2 separate regions of the Sus scrofa genome follow, and region 2 is linked to region 1. Evidence: chromatin contacts called from public targeted proximity ligation data. All regions are on one chromosome and are shown on one strand. The core of a region is the stretch at or near the end of the contact, and the rest is flanking DNA. Distances in the headings are between cores, read along the strand shown.

What was found.
Region 2: a targeted proximity ligation map of alveolar macrophages shows a contact between it and region 1. A contact is called at or near these places in 2 of 5 promoter capture datasets (fetal liver and liver), 7 of 47 Hi-C or Micro-C datasets (alveolar macrophages, blood, heart right ventricle and 2 more) and 1 of 2 datasets of targeted methods (alveolar macrophages).

What each region holds. Positions count from the first base shown.
Region 1 is chr4:36,136,328-36,138,998 of Sscrofa11.1, forward strand. It overlaps PABPC1 (polyadenylate-binding protein 1), which reads left to right and starts at 1,317. Exons shown (of 16, transcript XM_001927747.4): 1 at 1,317-1,498.
Region 2 is chr4:36,207,177-36,209,847 of Sscrofa11.1, forward strand. PABPC1 (polyadenylate-binding protein 1) reads left to right here. Exons shown (of 16, transcript XM_001927747.4): 2 at 872-2,671. The coding sequence starts at 2,494. Among named protein-coding and RNA genes, the nearest start is that of PABPC1, 71 kb to the left of the region's middle.

The sequences.
Region 1 (2,671 bases), core at 67-2,566:
GTCAGAAGAGACTGTGCCCATGAAAACCTTTGCTGGAATTTATTTCACTGGACTTGCATTGTGAAAAAACACAGGGAGGTCAAGACCCACCACACCATATGTAATTTAAACACAAAACTTTTTTTTTTTTTTTGTCTTTTTGCCATTTCTTGGGCCGCTCCCGCGGCATATGGAGGTTCCCAGGCTAGGGGTCTAATCGGAGCTGTAGTCCCCGGCCTACGCCAGAGCCACAGCAACGCAGGATCCGAGCCGCGTCTGCGACCTACACCACAGCTCACGGCAATGCCGGATCCTTAACCCACTGAACAAGGGCAGGGATCGAACCTGCAACCTCATGGTTCCTAGTCAGATTCGTTAACCACTGCGCCACAATGGGAACTCCTAAACACAAAACTCTTAAGCAAATTGTCACAGATTTCTTTATTAGGTTAGGAAATGCTTGTCTTCACTGAGGTCCATCGCAGAAAAAAAGAACTTTGAGTTAAAATGTATTATCTCCTTTGATCTCTGTCATTAATAGATTTCACCCAAGTATTCATCAGCCCTAAATGAAAATTAGTGGTGTTCCTGTTACTTTCCATGGTTTGTTTTCTCATAACTTGAAGAACAAAAGAGTCTCTTTCATAAGATCATCAAGGAGTAAACAGGATTTCACAAGAAGAGAGATCCTTGTGGAAAAAGAAAATGTTTAAAGGGGGCCAATCCGGTTTTTATTTAGTTTTTCTTTGCCCATGTCAGACTCCACCAAATAATTTGAGCAAATACTAGCAATTGCTCTGTCCCATGGAAGTCTGGACAGGCTTCAGACATAGCCAAAGAAAGACAATATACTTAAGGGAAAAAATACAAAGTTACCCAAACTTGTGTAAATTCACCACAATCTCATCTCATTATCCAGAGGGAAAGACCAGTGAGGAGAACTTAGTTGAGGCCGATCACCACTGAAACGCAGAAATTCAAGGGCCAAAAAAATCACTGTCTCTCTGCTTTTCTTTCCTGCCGCCTGGAATCTGATGTCTTGCTAAGTTGCTGGTTGACTCGGAAGAGGCAGGAGCCTTGGCAAGGCAGCAATAACATGCACACAGAGACACACACATACACTTCTTTAATGCCCTGAAACAGGTTTTTTTTGTTTTGTTTTGTTTTGTTTTTTAACTTCAGTTAGAATGACAAACCTTTAGTTCTAGAGCGAGACTGAGGCCGTTGACGGGAAATCATTCTATTTCTCTGCTCTTGAGTTAGCAGGTGCCCACGTGACAGGGTTCGCATCAGCAGAGGAGAGGACTGACGAGCGTCTCGAACACCAGGGCCAGTGACGTGGTGAAGAGAGACCTGATCTAAGGAAAGAGGAAGCAGCTCCAGAGAACCAGCAGCACGGGTGGAAGCAGCAGTGGGAAACCCCAGCTGCTCCGCGGAAAGCCGAGGCTGGCGCTCCGTTCATCGGAGCAGAAGTGGCATCACAGAAAGCACATGAGGTTGGATAAAACAGAAGGACAAGGTATTTGCTTTGCGAGAACAGGAAAGTCACACACCCTGCCCCTCCCCTCCGCAGACGCGACTGGAGTTTGGTTTCACTTTCCTAACCTCTTTGAGAAGGCGTTCCCATATGCGCTCTAGCCTATTAATTTATAAGAAAATTGATCTCATTCCCAGTGGAAATGAATTTGTCAGCCATCACGGGTTTCTCAGGTGAACGTGGAGCAGGGCAGGTCTGAGTACCCTCCCTCCTGCCTCGGGAACACAGGTTTGGAGTCAAGCCGAGGTTCAGACGTGACTTCGGGTGAGCACAGTCCGTCTCAGTCCAAAGGCGGGCTCCATCACCCTCAGTGTGACCTTGGGGAGGCTCTGCATAGATGGAAACCTCAGTTTTCTCACCTGTATAATGGGGCTATAATATTCTGTATCCTTTTTAGCCATTCTGAAACCCAAAAGGCTCTGAAAAACAGATTTTTTTTTTAAGCTTGCAGGTAATTCATGTGATGGCAAAACTTGAACTAATGTGAGCCTTTATATAGGTTTATTTAGTCCATTAAGCCATGATTATCCATATGTTTGCTGCAGAAATATTAATATTGATGATGGATGGGTGTTACGGGGGTGTTGTGAATAATCCAGCACAAGCAGATTCATCTCTCATAAAAATGAACAACTCTCAGAGTTCCCATCATGGCTCAGTAGGTTAAGAACCTGACTAGTAAATATCCATGAGGATGTGGGTTCGGTCCCTGGCCTCTCTCAGTGGGTAAAGGATCTGGCATTGCCGTGAGCTGTGGTGTAGGTGGCAAACACTGCTCAGATCCCGAGTTGCTGTGGCTGTGGTGTCGACTGGCAGGTGTAGCTCTGATTCAACCCCTAGCTTGGGAACTTCCCTATTGTCACGATGTGGCCGTGAAAAGAAAAAATATATATAAACAACTTAGACTTCTGAAGCTTACTAAGGATCTGACTGGGATCTGGGTAAGGGACTGGGACCTGTTCCTTTGGGGTTGTTGGAAGTACTCCGGGAAATAACACGTGTCAGGTGCTTGTAGCAATGCCTTGCACTTTGTAAAAGCTCAAGAAATACAAACTAGAATTGATTATTTTAAAACATTCAGATTAGGAGCCATCTGCTCCTGTTGCTGTTACTCTGGAATTCACCCAGGGGAGCCATCAAACTCTGAAGCTCTGA
Region 2 (2,671 bases), core at 110-2,609, 71 kb after region 1:
TTGTCTCTGTTCAGTAATTTAAGGAAAATACTAAATAAAAGGAAATTATGTTTTCTTTGAAGTACAATAATGGCATTTCCATCATTCTTTTTAAGAAAACTAATTTAGTATCTAATAGAAAATTGTCAGAGCCAGATAAAACGCTAGGCTTGGCTGTTAATTGTACTGACTAATGCTGATATTTATATGATTACCAGAGAGCTCATTAGAAGCTTCTTGAAGACAAGTATTTGTGTCTTTCATCTGTTTTCCTTCCCTACAGATACACTTGCTAAGTATTCAATAAATATATGGACGGCTGTTAACCACAGAGTTCTAATAGATTGAATGGTGATTTATCATTAGTAGTAGATATGTCTTCTTAATGCATAGTCCTCAGTTTTGCTCTTTTGCATACTAAGGCACATAAAGCAACGTATTTTCCAAAATATTATACTCTTCCTACCAGTTGGGGACAGACTAGCACTTATGGGGGATTCTGCAAGTTTACATTTTAATTAAATGAGAATAAAGTACCCAGTCCACACCTGGCAATGTATCTGGCATGCATTGAAGAATGAATTGGGCATTTAACTTGAGACCATTCCTTTAACAGTAAAATAATTACTCCTTGCTCCACCTCCCACACAATATTGCTGTAGGGAACAAATGATAGGATGTTTTTGCAAGTGCTTTAAAATCTGTAAAGTGCATTACTATTTTAAAGTGGGATCTGTATGTTGACTTAACATCATTCCTATTAACTAGTATTTTTTATGGCTATCAACTCATTACGTTTAGCATTCCTATTAAAGCCCATAACTAACTACGAAATTGTTTTAAACATTTTTAATACTGCGTTTTGACTAGTACTAATTTTGCTTGGTTGCAGGTCTGTGCTGTCACGCATGACTGATGTTCATACTTTAAAGAAAAACATTAATTTTTCTCGAGACCTTTTTTCTACCTCAAAGAAATTTCTGGCAGAAACGGCACGTATCAGTGATTCCAGTCTACCACCTAAGTGAATAGTGATCACGATGCCTTAAAAAGGCAAGTGGACAAAGCCCCCAAAATAGTTTCCCCAAATTAAAATCACTTCGACCAACGACAGCTCCTTCGGGCAGAACGAGGAGAGTCTAGGGCTCGGAAGCGAGAGGATCTGGAGTCTGAGGGCCCCTCCCCTCTCTCCTCCTCTACTGGAAGCACCGCGGGGCCGCCACTGGGGCCCAGGGACCGGACGGTTGGAGGTCCCCGAGCTGGCAGCCAGGACCCGCGGCCAGTTGGGGTCAGCGAGCGCTGCGGCCGTTGGGGACTTCAGCTCCCAGCAAGCACCGCTTCTGCGGTCGAGGCGCGCGGCGGCACTGCCCGCTGGGACTCGTAGTGCGGTCCGGTAGGAGAACGGAGGAGCCAGCCCTGGCTCCTTTCCCCCACGTTTGGGAAACCGGGCCTGGAAGGGATCACGCCCATCCACTCGTGCCCGGCATCCCTTGGGGGCGTGGGCGAATGGAACAGGGTTGGCTGCGGCGGGAAGAGGCCCGGGTGGCCGTGCACGTGGGGGGTAGTTAGCGCCCGGGAACCCGGAAGCCCCGCGTGCCGCCCACAGCCGCGGTGACGGGTTAACGCTTCTCCCGGGTGGAGGTGGGGCGGGGTGTGTGGGAGGAGGGGCCGTCCCACCCACCTCCTCCAAGTGCAGCCCGCGAGCCGGCCCTCCCCTCCCCCACAGGCGCTACGCAGCACAGGCTCCGCCTCCCCCGGCCGCGGCGCGTGCGCAGAAGCCCCGCCCCTCCGCCCCAGCCCCACCCCCACGCCCGCAGCAGCCACCGCCGCCACCTCTCCCTTCCTCTCGGCTCTTTCCTCCTCCTTTTTTTCTTTTCCCTCCTCCTCCTTGCCCCCTTTTCTCCTCCTCCTCCGGCGCTGACGTTCGCGTAGGGCCCTAGCGTCAGACGCGCGGGGGCGGGGCGAGTGCGGCGGGGGGTATAAGTAGAGGGTGCAGGAGGCGGTGCTTCCCCTTCTCCCCGGCGGTTAGTGCTGAGAGTGCGGAGTGTGTGCTCCGGGCTCGGAACACACATTTATTATTAAAAAAATCCAAAAAAAATCTAAAAAAATCTTTTAAAAAACCCAAAAAAAATTTACAAAAAATCCGCGTCTCCCCCGCCGGAGACTTTTATTTTTTTTTCTTCCTCTTTTATAAAATAACCCGGTGAAGCAGCCGAGACCGACCCGCCCGCCCGCGGCCCCGCAGCAGCTCCAAGAAGGAACCAAGAGACCGAGGCCTTCCCGCTGCCCGGACCCGACACCGCCACCCTCTCTCCCCTGCCGGCAGCCAGCAGCCAGCGGCAAGCGGATCGACTCCGTTCTGCGGCCGTTGAGTAGTTTTCGATTCCGGTTGATTTTTGTCCCTCTGCGCTTGCCCCCGCTCCCCTCCCCCCGGCTCCGGCCCCCCGGCCCCAGCACTCGCTCTCCTCTCACGGAAAGGTCGCGGCCTGTGGCCCTGCGGGCAGCCGTGCCAAGATGAACCCCAGCGCCCCCAGCTACCCCATGGCCTCGCTCTACGTGGGGGACCTACACCCCGACGTGACCGAGGCGATGCTCTACGAGAAGTTCAGCCCGGCCGGGCCCATCCTCTCCATCCGGGTCTGCAGGGACATGATCACCCGCCGCTCCTTGGGCTACGCGTATGTGAACTTCC